Linked DNA regions of Mus musculus: region 2 is linked to region 1. A link is a contact called in public Hi-C data. All regions are on one chromosome and are shown on one strand. Each heading gives the region's core, a stretch centred on a gene start, on an enhancer-like site or on the middle of the called end of the contact. The rest is flanking DNA. Distances are from core to core; before and after follow the strand shown. Region 1 overlaps Gm33323 (a long non-coding RNA gene). Region 2 has its middle 34 kb from the start of Gm23847.

The links. Hi-C and Micro-C count contacts between places; a contact is called where the count stands out from the background.
Region 2: a contact with region 1 is called in a Hi-C map of cerebral cortex, with 1.9 times the contacts expected there. The contact joins two enhancer-like sites. A contact is called at or near these places in 2 of 484 Hi-C or Micro-C datasets (cerebral cortex and liver) and 3 of 115 datasets of contacts at active chromatin or transcription factors (embryonic basal ganglia, embryonic stem cells and trophoblast stem cells).

Annotation. Positions count from the first base shown.
Region 1 is chr7:129,775,144-129,781,635 of GRCm38.p6, reverse strand. The region is part of intron 1 of Gm33323 (a long non-coding RNA gene); the gene reads right to left. Among named protein-coding and RNA genes, the nearest start is that of Gm33398, 14 kb to the right of the region's middle. Within about 2 kb of position 2,340, at least 48 of the 459 cell types and tissues checked have an H3K27ac peak or open chromatin away from gene starts, as enhancers often do. A contact at or near this core is called in cerebral cortex, where this site is marked.
Region 2 is chr7:129,998,238-130,004,155 of GRCm38.p6, reverse strand. No RefSeq gene overlaps it. Among named protein-coding and RNA genes, the nearest start is that of Gm23847, 34 kb to the left of the region's middle. Within about 2 kb of position 3,010, at least 34 of the 459 cell types and tissues checked have an H3K27ac peak or open chromatin away from gene starts, as enhancers often do. A contact at or near this core is called in cerebral cortex, where this site is marked.

The sequences.
Region 1 (6,492 bases), core at 1,091-3,590:
ACACACAGGGCTCTTCCTGACAACCAATGCAGAAAGTGTCACCTTGTAGCCACTTCAAACCTCTCCTGTCACAGAAGGGCTAAGGTGGGGAATCCTTGAATCCCAGGCAAGTTTATAGGAGATAGGTGATTTCTTTCACTCAAGCAAAAAAAAAAATAAAAATAAAAATAAAAATAAATACCATGGGAAGGGTGTGGCCTGGGACACAGGAGATTCTGAGTTAGAGCCGAGCTGCATCCTAACCACGAGGCTATGCACACAGGCACCAGGAACATGCCACATAAGACTATGGTGATTTCCTGGGTGTTTTTCTGTGTGCTATGGGTTTCAACACTTTCATTTCACTGAGTGAATCTCAACTGAGTGCCAGTGAAGTAAATGCTGGGCCTGCTGCGAGCCATCCCAGAGTCACAGGTCCTCTTTCCCAGAGAGAGCTTGCCTGGCCTTCTAGTCTCACTGAGTGTTGGATGTAGGGAACCACTGTTAACCCGGAGGCAGCCCCAATCCAGAATGAATGCCCAAGGCTGAATCTTGCATTAATTGACTCTTTGGAAATAGTTTGGTCCCAAATGTTACTGCATGAGAAATAGCTAAGAAGAAAGTGTACTGAGCTGGGAAGCCCTGTGGCATGGGTGTGACAAACAGAGGTGGCCTATCTGTATGTCTCAGTGGGTTTCACAACGTCTCTGGGTCTTAGTGTTCTCATCTGTAAAAGGTCACTCCACAACAATGTGAAAAACAGGCAAGGAAGACAAACCCTATGCAGCACTCAGAATAGTGGCCAATGTTGCACTGTGAACATTGAAATCTCAGCTCTTCCCAGGTCTCCCTTGATCTTCATGTAGCCATTAACTCTTACATTGTCTCTACAGTGAGATTTAAGTAGCTCTCTGTCTGGAATCTGGAAGCTAAGACTCAAAGAACTAAAGGCACTTGCCCACACAGCTGGTCAGTAGCCAGGGATGACACTAGGACACTGATTCCTCTCTGTGTTTGCTTATGTTTTTTTTTTCTCTGCTTGTTTGTTTTATGATGCATTTTTGTGGATGCAGGAGAAATAGGCACTGGGAGAACAGTGGCTTTTGCTGAACATGGGATGCCCAAGCTGACTATGATGAGTCAGGACAGTCATGGACCAAAGAAATGCAAGCTGGAAGGCAGAAGGCTAACCATACCCACAAGGTACCCCAAGAGCCACTCAAGAAGTCTCCCTGGCTGAGAGAAGGCCACAGAAACGCTGGGCAGGGACAAGATAATTGTCTCTTCAACTCTAGATCCACAGGGGATCTAGGCATGTGCATCCCGTTGCTTCTGACCTGTAACCTTCCTTCCTTCACTTACATTTGTTTTTTGTTTTTTTTTGTTTTGTTTTGTTTTGTTTTTTCTTCACAGAAGAACTGCTAGTTCCCAGGATACTAGGTTAGGCCCCGCAGTCTACATTGACTGCTCAGGGTGTATGACCTGTGCTTTTGTAATGTATAGGCATTGTAATACACACCCATTACTGCCCTGCAGTGCCCTAAGGAATTCAGTAAGACAAAAACCGGGGAATCTCCTTGCATATCAAACCCATTTGAGGTTTCTCACCGTTTTGGGACAGACTCTTCTCTGTCGCCAGAGAAACCCAGGACAAAAGACAGAAAACTAGTAGTTTGCTGGAAATGATGCGCCTGCTCTTGGTGTTGGTTCCAGACAGTTCTAGGATGGATAAGAAGGGGCATTTGGAGAGTTTAAGTACTACTCGCTCTCTGTAAGTGGCAGGGTTCAGGTTTGAACCCTAATCTGTCTGAGGAGTCCTAGGTCACTCATTATACTATAAGATCTCCTGGACCTCTCAACACTGGCCAAAGTAGCAACAGAGGGGAGCTGATGGTGGATGCTTGGCCTCTCCTTCCTTCTTAGATCCTCAGGGCTTACAAAGTGCTTGGCACACAGTGGACTCTGGGATGATCCTGTTAGATAGTATTGAATGAAATAATGCCCCATCCCACTGACCGTTCCTGTGCACTTTTGCCACAACCAGGACTCAGCCAAGCCATCCCTGAAGAGCCTTCCGAAGGCATTTGTCAGGTTCCTTCATCTCCTCTGAATGACATACTCATCTCTGGCTGCCAGGATAACAATCCTTGTAATACAGCCTCTTGTCTTTATAAAGGATAGAAAAGCATCTCCCCTCTGCCCAGCCCCCTACTGATCCACTCATTTTCCAACCTCTCCCTGCCAGCAGGCCAAGCTACGGTTGATTAGGGCAATGAGGCTTGCTCCGGCTTCCTCTGTCCCTCCCCAGGTCCTTGGCACTGAGCAGCAGTCCACTGTCTATCAATACTGTCTGGCACCAGAAGAAAGCCCCTCTCCCTTCCTGCACCCAGCATCCAGTTGCCTAGAAACCAGGACAGAAGCCGAGAGCATCTTGGGTTTCTTTTTCATTTCCTTGCCAGGTCTCAAAAGCAAGCAGTTGTTTGTTTTACGCAGAATGTTGTACAGTGGAGGCCTTGCCTTAACCTTGCCCAGATGATTTCATCAACCTGCGTCATGGTGATGCAGACTGACAGGGACAGCCACCGAGGGCTCAGCATCAGTGCCATTTGGTGATCGGTGCACCCGCTCATAATTAACAATGAGTGCTGAACATGGATTGTTTTAGAGACAGCCAGGCTGAGGATCGACCCGTATGTGTGAGTGTGTGTGTGTGTGTGTGTGTGTGTGTGTGTGTGTGTGCCTGTGGGTGTGCCCAGGCACGTGTTAAAATTGGCAGCATTGTGAACTGCAACTCGCTGTAGCCACGTGCAGAAAGGAAGAGAGATTTTTCTTTTCCCAGCAGAACAAAAGCCTGTCTTGAACATCCTTTCTGACTTTGCTAGACGACACCACACAATTCTGGGCAGGGTGAAGGTGCCAAGATTCTGCATGGCTCTTCCTCAGGAAGACCTAGTGGAAAGATGGATCATTTTTACAGGAGCCTGGGAAGAGGTGCAGGTTTAACAGTTACAAATGGGATGGAAGCCACTCCACCCTGTTCCATGCTTAGGACAGGGTCTCTCCTGAATCTCAGGCTGACCTTGGGCTCATTATACAGCCCAGGATGACCTTGACCTTCTCATCCACCAGCTTTCAACCCCAAGATGCTGAAATTGCAGCCAGGAGCAAACATGCCTGGCTTATGTGGTACTGGGGAGTGAAGCCAGGACTCTGTACATACTCTACCAGCTGAGCCATGTTCCCAACCCTCCACTCTGAGCTCTTGTCTTAGCTCTAAGAGGACCAAAGAGTGGTTAGGACCGAGCCTGGCTGATGTCATCTCATGTTCTGTTCCACCTGAATACTGTCCTCAAAGCTTATGGGATTACATCTGTGCTGAAGGGGGACCAAATTCACCCTTGCCAAGGCTCCCTTGTGTACCCAAGTATGACACCTTTTGAGGAGCCCAGAAAGCCAGACTTAATGGAGCAAGCCACTTATCAGGAGTGCTGAGCCATGGACCTGGCTTCTCATTAGGTCTCGGTACCATAAATGTATCCTGGTTCTCTGGACAGGGATGGACCAGCATATTGCCTGAGGTTAGACAGCTAATGAACCTGAACTCCACAATCTGAACTCCATAGCTGACTCAGAAATTCTTATGAAAATACTTCAGCTATCTTCCTGTATCTGCAGAGACCTCCAGGAGTTACAGGCTCCCAGCACAGTAGTCTCTTGGAAAATGCTTATCACAACTGAGTAACTTGGAAGGGAGCAGGTCTGAAAAGAAATCTATTTGCTACGTTTTCATAGTAGCTTCATAGGAAATACTCGGATACACTTTTTTTTTTAATTGATGCAGAATCCCATGTATTCCAGGCTGGCTTTGATGTAGCTCACTTTTGCTTCACCTTCCCCCACCCCCACACCAAGTGTTGTGATTACCCCCATATGCCTGACATATGGGATACTGGGGATCAAACTGGGCCATTGTATGTGCTCGGCAATCACTCTACCCATGGAATGACATCCCAGCCTTGGCCACACTTTACAATGAGAAGTTGAATGGCTTCGAGTTTGGCTGGAACACTATGGTCCTGATTCTCTGTCCCGTTAGTTCCCTGGACATCTTTGTCACTTGTATGGCTATTTAGTCACAGGCCTTTTCTTTAGTAGTGCCTTTTCTCTTTGATTAATAGTTTAATAGGCTATCTCTTATCCATTGTTTACCAATTTCATGCATGTGAGTCTCCCTCTATGTCTGCTTCTCACTCCACCAGGTACTCCAACATGGCTCCTTTGCCCGCTTCAGGTCCTCTCCTTAACATTTTCAAGGCAAAGCGCTTTGAAAATGCCTTCCTCTTAAGGATGGAGAATAGAGTGATTAAGTTCCTAATACTCAGCCTGAGGAGCCACAGGCGTTAGGGTCTAATACTTACTGTACGACTGCAGCCCAGACCCTTTAAACCTCAGTTTCTAATCTGTGAAGTGGGGATGATAAAGGTTCTGAGTTACTGTGCATAATATATGAGTTCACAGGTAAAATGAAAGGAGAGCCCCTTAGGAGCACAGACTCTATAAGACATGGCTCTGTTGATCTTTAACACCCGCTGCAGGCTATGAAGTAGACTAAGGCTACGGGGTAAAGCGGGAGCAGATATCAGATAACCCTGGGTCCTACCTGGGCATTCAGCAGAGGCATTGCTGGCACACATAGTGGGGTCGCACGACTCTCATCTCATGGCGCATATATATTCATTAATTTTTGGCAATCTTCAAAACAGCCCTAGCCTGTAGGGCAAATATCTCATACCTGTTTCTGTTGTATGAAATGCTTCTGTACACAGAAGGTGAGTTCTATACCCCAGAGACACTATGTTATAGAGTCTAATGAAGAACTTCAGATAACAACCTTAGAGAAAAATGAAGCCAGACATGTCGTGTACGCCTGTAATTCCAACACCCAGGCCGCTGAGGTAGGAGGACTGGGACTTTGAAAATATTCTTGGCTACATGAGCCAAGGTTGAGCCATCCTGGGCTAGAAAGGACCCTATCTAGAGAGAGAGAGAGAGAGAGAGAGAGAGAGAGAGAGAGAGAGAGAGAGTGAGATTAAGACCTCTTGCCTCTCTTCCAGAGAACACAGGTTCAATTCCCAGCATGCACATGGTGAAGCAAGTGCTATGAGGAACAGGGTCCTCACTGCATCTCCACCGAAGCCTTCATCTTGAACTTCCCCACCTCTGGAGCTGTGAGAAAGAGGATTCTGTTGCTCATAAGTCACCCTGCTAGCGCTATATTGTTACAACAGCCCCAATGAACTAAGACAGTGAGGAGGCTCACAAGTGACTCTAACTCCATTCCAAGAGGGTCCAATGCCTTCTTCTGGCCTCTGTGGACACCAGGCATACATGTGGTACATGGACTTACATACAGGCAAAATACTCATAAACCTAAATAAATCTTCTCAGACACTGAGAATCAGGGGGTTCAGTCCACACAGGCAAAGGGCAGACCAAAGGGAATATCAAACAGATGAAGCAGACTCTCTCTCTCTCTCTCTCTCTCTCTCTCTCTCTCTCTCTCTCTCTCTCTCCCTCTCTCTCTCTCTCTCTCTCTCTCTCTCTCTCTCTCTCTTTCTCTCTCTCTCTCTCTACCTCCCTCCCTCCCTTCTTCCCTTCCTCCCCCCCTCTCTCATGCTTGCAGGTCTGTGTGTATGTGTGTGTGTGTGTGTGTGTGTGTGTGTGTGTGTTTGTGTAGATTGGACTAAGCTTTATTGTCTGGACCAGCTTCCATAATCCTGTGGCCTCCCACAGCAGGGACTGGGTACCATCTATATGCCTGTGCTTATTGCCTGGGGCAGGCGGCTAATGCTGTAAGAAAAACCAGTCTTCCTGTCCCTTGACTCTTCCAGAAGTCCAGTCACCTTGTCACACACACGTCCTGTCAGTCTGTACCCATTTCACGTAGCACCTGTTCCATAGAAAGATTAACCCTTTCAATTCCCCCTTACCTTCCTCATCCCAAACCAGCCCCCATTAAAAATTGGCAAAAAGGCTAACTTACTATGTTTCCCTTCTTGGGAAGCTAATTTGCATTTTAATACAAGCTTCCTGGCACCTCAAAGACCGTTAGAGACACATAAAGGATCAAGTCTAATGGTGTGAGCCTTAGGTGCCAAGACCTAACATCTGGGCTCATAATTTTAAACATATGGCACACTTCAGCGTGTGCCATCCACCAGCCGGCTGTGCCGTTCCTGCCGCCCTGAAGCATAAGTCCCCAGCATCTTCTCCATGCACCAACTTATTATCCGCCGTCGACTGAAGGCAGTTGCCTCGATGGGGGAAGGGACTTTGGATTAACTGCTGTTGGTGGTGACAGCTGCCATGTGCTAAGAGCCACACACTGCCAGGAGCACTCCGACATCTCACTGCCTCCCGGTAAAGCTATTGGATGGGCAGAACAGTTCCCATTTTACAGATGAGAAGACTGATGCTCAGAAAGGCCAAATACCTTATTTGGTGTCTCAAACT
Region 2 (5,918 bases), core at 1,761-4,260, 220 kb before region 1:
TACCAGATGGGACCACGCAGGATTGAGACGTATTGTGGCAGGTGAGAGATTTGGATTGTAGATTTTAAAAGAAATGCAGGGGCCTATAGAGATGGGAGCCGTCTGCCACCAGGCCCTTCACTGGTACTCTGGCCATAATTAAGGCATCTTCAAGGAGTGATGCTGCTTGTGGTAAGCTTGGTGCTGAACCTTCCTTGCTCAGCCTCCCTAGGACTCCCAGCAATCTTGTTTGTATTATTGATTTGTTTAGAAAAACCACTACTCAGAAAGAGTACAAAGGCTCGCTTCAATGCAGCTCAGGCCAAATTATTATAATTCTGGAATGAGTGGAATCTGACCTAATGAGGTTTTATTTTGCTTTGCCCCAGAGGTTTCTACATAGTATTAGGAAAGGAAAAAAAAATTCTTATTTAAAACACACACACACACACACACACACACACACACACACACACACACACACACAACTTTCATTGTGTTCAAAGTTGGAGTCAGAGAATAAGTCAATAAAGGAACTCCCTGGTACAATGAGGTTTCTGTTGTTAATTTTACTGTTCAAGGCATTTTACTCTGAAAAACTGCCGTGCCTCCCCCCTCTGTTTGCCTCATTTAGCTTTGAGCTTAGAACTGCAAAGCCTCTGTCTTTGTTAAGAATTCGTTGTTTGATTCTGCCAAGGCTAACCATGGTGGTTCGGGCTCCATCCTTCCTTGTTGGACAACATTATCTGTACGTCAGTGGTTATGCACCCAGCCAGAACCTGGAGAAGTTTCCATAGCCCTAGTGATAGTTACTGCTCTATCTTCAGCATGACACCCACGTAGAGCACCACACGTTCTTGGGTTTGGCAGATAAGGGCACTGTCAGTCACCTTCCTTTTTAGCATTCCTTTCTTTCTTTTAGGTTAAGGGTCCTTGGCTACCTTTGGACTCTCCATAGGACTGTCAATCAAGGTGCCTTGCTCTCGGCTGACCAAGCTAGAAGCTCAAAACCACATGAGCGCAGTTTGAACGACTTCTCCCGGAAACCTGTACATGGACCCTTGAATATACTGGGTTCGTTGAGTCTGTGTAAGAGTTGCCCACCAAGAATTTGCTACCTAGATTCTGCCGGTCCTCTGACTCCTCCACCTTTATACCTACTGTGCCTCTTTCATCTTAAATTCCATCTGCTCCGTTCTCCCCGATCATTTCTCTTTTTGCTAGGTTGGTTCTTGTTGGTTTCTGTTACCTAGTATGATGTGTTATTTGTACATAGAGAATTTCAGCTAGATGGGCTGACTTAACATGCATTCTAATGGAGAGCTGAAGGATCGCCCAAGCTCCTTTACTCTGTTTCCTATGTTTAAAGTGATCAAGGGGACCATCAACTAAAGACTGAAACCATATCCCCTGCACAGTCCCCTGACCACAACATGTAAGTTAATACATGACGAGAACCTTCCTTATTAAAGATTTGTAAGCTAACCTCCGTCAACGAGCATTGCTACCTAGGATCTCCCCAGATACCTTAGGCCCAAAGTGCTTGAGACCCAGTTTCCTTCAAGTTTGTCTTCTAGAGACCCAAACCAAGGAGAGAGCAATGATAGAAGTCCTTGTGTTTATCTTACTTTCATTTGTCACCTGACATTCTTATCTGGAAAGGGCCATCCACTAGAGCAACTCGAGGATATATCTTAGACACTCAAAAGCATCTTTTGTCCACCTGACTCCTCATCACTAAAACTGCATTTTTTAATTAAAAAAAAATCAGTGAGCAAACTAAAATGGATCTCGGTACCCCAAACAGCTCCCATTAGTATTTTGTCTTGGCTCCTTTTCCAATGCATCTTAATATGGTTTTTCTAGTATTAAACATAGATTTTTTTTATAATCTCCCTGTTCACTTAAAAAATCATTGCACAATAATGCACGCTTGTGCAATACAGCCCCCGCAGCCATCTTCTAAAGGACTGCCAGTTATTCGCCTAAGTGGCCATTCAATATTTACTCCGCTATTTTCCTGGGCGTTTAGACAGGGCTGAGTAAATAGAAAAACACCCTGATTCTTACGTTCTCGTCTTCCCGGGAAGGAAAGGATGCAGCCGGTGCTGAGGCTGACGTTGGTGGGGACTTTATAAGCGTTTGTTAACCATTTGCTTCATTTGCTACTAGAGACAGGAGTACGGAGATAGGCATGTTCGTCAGAACATAAATATCTGGATTCCCAACTCAGTGGGAAGCTTTCAAAGTCCAAATTTGATGCTTGCCCAGGAAAGCATGGAAGGACAATAGATTTCTTTGTGCATGCACTCTTAGCCTGGAGGCTTGCTACAATTTTTTAAAAAAAATAATTTGTCTTTAATTTCTACCATTGAGTTTATTGGGTTTCAGTTTTGGATCTCAGTCCCCTTGGATTTATTTCTGCTGCTGCTGCTTCTATATTTCAGCAAAAAGTGATTGTGTTTGGGTTTCCATTCTTGGAGGGCGATCCTTGGTCTGAAATGTTTTCATTTATTTTATTTTAAAATTACAAAGCCATTTCTAGTTATATTTGGTTTTGCAATTCATTCCTCCCTCTGTTTCACAAAAACCATAAAACCCATATTGTCTAAAAATGCTGTGTTGAGCAAAATGGCTTCAGTTCTCCTTGGAGAGCAGGAGAGGACAGAGCCAGCATGTGTTATAAACAGTTCCAGGGAGATCTCTGCTTTCCCAGAACTGGCTTAAGTCAGGGGCTGCTGACCACTTGTGAGATCTCAGTGGGGTCGCTGACTCCGGGCCCTACTTGACCCTGACTCTGGAGGTCATGTGGGCATCTGCCCACATCATGGCCACATCCTCTTTGCTCTCAGCCTGGCGCCCTCTCCTCCTGCTGCTCTGGGCCCCTGCTGTTATTTTTGAAGGATCTGAGCCATTAAAAACCAAGACTTTGGATTCCTGAATGAACATTTTTAACATTCAAGCTGGAGGCTTCCTGTCACGAAAGCGCAGACTCAGTGGGCTGTGAGCGTTCTGCGATGTGAACCTTTCCTTTCCGGATTGATTAAGCACCCGGTTTCTCTAGACTGTAGCATTTGCTCTCCCATGCCCACGCTTTGTAAACTCTCCATGCAGGTTATTTTTAGCAGATTATAACAAGCCTTTCATTTTACAATCTCAGAGAAACTCAAGTAGGATGTGTGGATTTTCTGGATTTTCTTTCTTTTGCTGTTTGCCTGGGTATTCAGCTGAGAACCAGGCAAGCTGCAGCCGACAGGGACCTGTTTCACACCGACTCCTGCTCTGGTGGCAGGTGGGTCTCAAATCATTGGGTCAAACATACTTCCCCTGTGTGAAGGGAGCCGGTGTTAGCATCTGCCTCCGTGTCTGTGGCGACTGTGGTCCTAACCTGACTTGAAAGAGAATTTTGAGAGAGTCGGAGCCTTCTTCCTACACTGGAACCAATTCAAAGTGCTCCCTGCCGCTGCCTCCTCTCCTGCCCGGAGCCAGGAGGGGACAGAGAGGAGAAATATGCCTATCGACACAACCCTCGATCGATCGACACAACCCTTGTGCTCTTGAGTTACAAAAAGCATCCTAGTTGGACTCCATGTGACAAACACAAACTGCCCTTTTTGGAGGCATCTGTGGAAACTGGGACCCTGACAAGATTCTCTTCTCTGTGTGTGATGGAGTGCTCTTGTTTGTTTTCTCAACCCTGCCCTTCCCTAGAAGAAGGAAGGGGGAGATCTTTGTCAAGGCTTGTTTGTTGAGTGAACTGATCAACCCTTAAGTGTTAAGTTGTCATTGGAAAGTGTCTCAGTGTGAGAGTTACTTTCCTCAAAGCTATGACCAAATACCTGACAGAACAACACAAGGGAGGAAGGGAGATATAACTGCCCTTGGGTCACAGCTTAAGAAGAGATTAGGAACACCACAGTGAAGAAGGTACAGAGGCAGGAGTGGGGAGGGGGTGAGGGTGGGGAACTGGCCTGTCGGTGGGAGGCTGCCAAAAGCAATCAGGAACCAGAGAGGAAGCCTGGTGCTCTCCTTGGTTTTTCTGTTTTATTCAGTTCAGGCCACCAGCCAGTAGGATGGGGCCAACCACATTCAGGACAGGTTTCCTTCCACGGTTAAACCTTTCTGGAAACACTTTATAGGCACACTCAGAGATATGTTTCCATGGTGACTCTAAATCTTGTTATGTTGACAATGTGGATCAACCACCACACTGATTCTAAGAGAGGAAACAGCGCCATGTTGGATTGATTGGTCTGAGATGTTGGATTGGTCTGAGGATGTTCATAGGTATTCTGTTGGATTGGTCTGAACATGTTCATAGGTATTCTGTGGATCTTCTCTCCCAGAAGATCCCTGTATCCACTTCCAGAACTGCTGTAACAAATTACCACAAACTAGGAGGCTTAAAACTACAGAAGGTTGCCTCCTTACAGTCTGGAAGCCATAAGTCCAAATTCAAGGAGAATGGTGAGCCCTCTGGCCTTCTGAAGGCTCCAAGGGACCCCCTGGCCCCACCTCCTCTGGCTTCTTGGGTTCTTTGGCTGTTGACAGCATCTCCTCACTCTCTGCCCTCACATAGCCTTCTCCTCTCAGTCTTACCTTGTACTTCTTGTAAGTAAGTTTGAGGTTAGAGTTAGAGACATTCATGACATTCATGAAATTCAGGACCACTGTGTCTCTCTCTCTCTTTTTTTTTTTTTGGTTTTTGGTTTTTCGAAACAGGGTTTCTCTGTGTAGTCCTGGCTGTCCTAGAACTCACTCTGTAGACCAGGCTGGCCTCAAACTCAGAGATTCAACTGCCTCTGCCTCCCAAGTGTTGGGATTAAAGACATGCGCCATCACTGCCCAGCAGGACCACTGTGTCTTGAGATACTTGACTAAATTACATCTGCAAAGATTCCAATAGGGCCATACTTACAGACTCTGGACATATTTGGGGGGATTATTATTTGGCTCCTCTATAATGAGCCATGAGGAGCAAATGAAACTTGAGGGGTTAACAGCCTCTAGCTATTGGCTGGATTGGATCTGAGCGCTGCCAAGTACATAACTAAGGGCAGGCTGGCCTCACACCCCTTTCCCTTCCCATCCACTCTCCAAGAATGGATCTATCTATATCACAGCTCCTCCATCTGGGACTCAGGGAACATCATGGGAGAGGCGTGGAAAGATTCAAAGAGTCAGAGGACCAGGAAGTCTATTGTGAAACGGTCTTTCCCTAGAAATGACTGCAGTAACAAGGCTGGACCAATAGCAACACCAATGGATAAGGGGAATTTTTTTCTCGAGGTCCTGTCCCTGGGCAGAAAACTACAGACAGCTAATGAGTGCCGGGAAAAGGAAAATTAGCTTCTCCCAGGGGCGATATCTCTCATCGGTTGTCTAACACAGAGCGATGAAACCATATACACATAAACAACAAAACCGACCAAGCATATTGTATTTATATACACTTGTACATACGTAGGTATTGGCACATTAATAATAACCAAGGGGAAAAGACTCTGTTAACCTGAGGGGCTCTATGAGGGGGGTTTGGGAGGAAGCGTTTAGGAGGGGTTGGAGGAAGGAAAGGGGAGGGGAAGCGATGGAAGTCTATTTCAATTGAAAATGGTTTTGTAAAAAGGAATTGGAAATGGGCACCACACTCTTCTGCGGCTTTTCCTGCAGTCTGTGCTGCCCATTCTAACACAGAGGATGCTCTTCCTCAAGGATATGGGCTGCCTGCATTACCCACTATTTGTGAATCTGTAACTGGCAGATATTGCCTTCTTACTTAATGAGCCATTACTTAGTTACACGTTAATTATTTCTGTAGGAACGGTGTGAAAAGTCTGTTTTATCTCAGGATTCGAACTGGCCTCCCCACAGATGGAACAATGGCATCGTTTTCTTTTCTTGAGATGATTCTTAGTATTTCCATGTCAGATCAAGGCCCT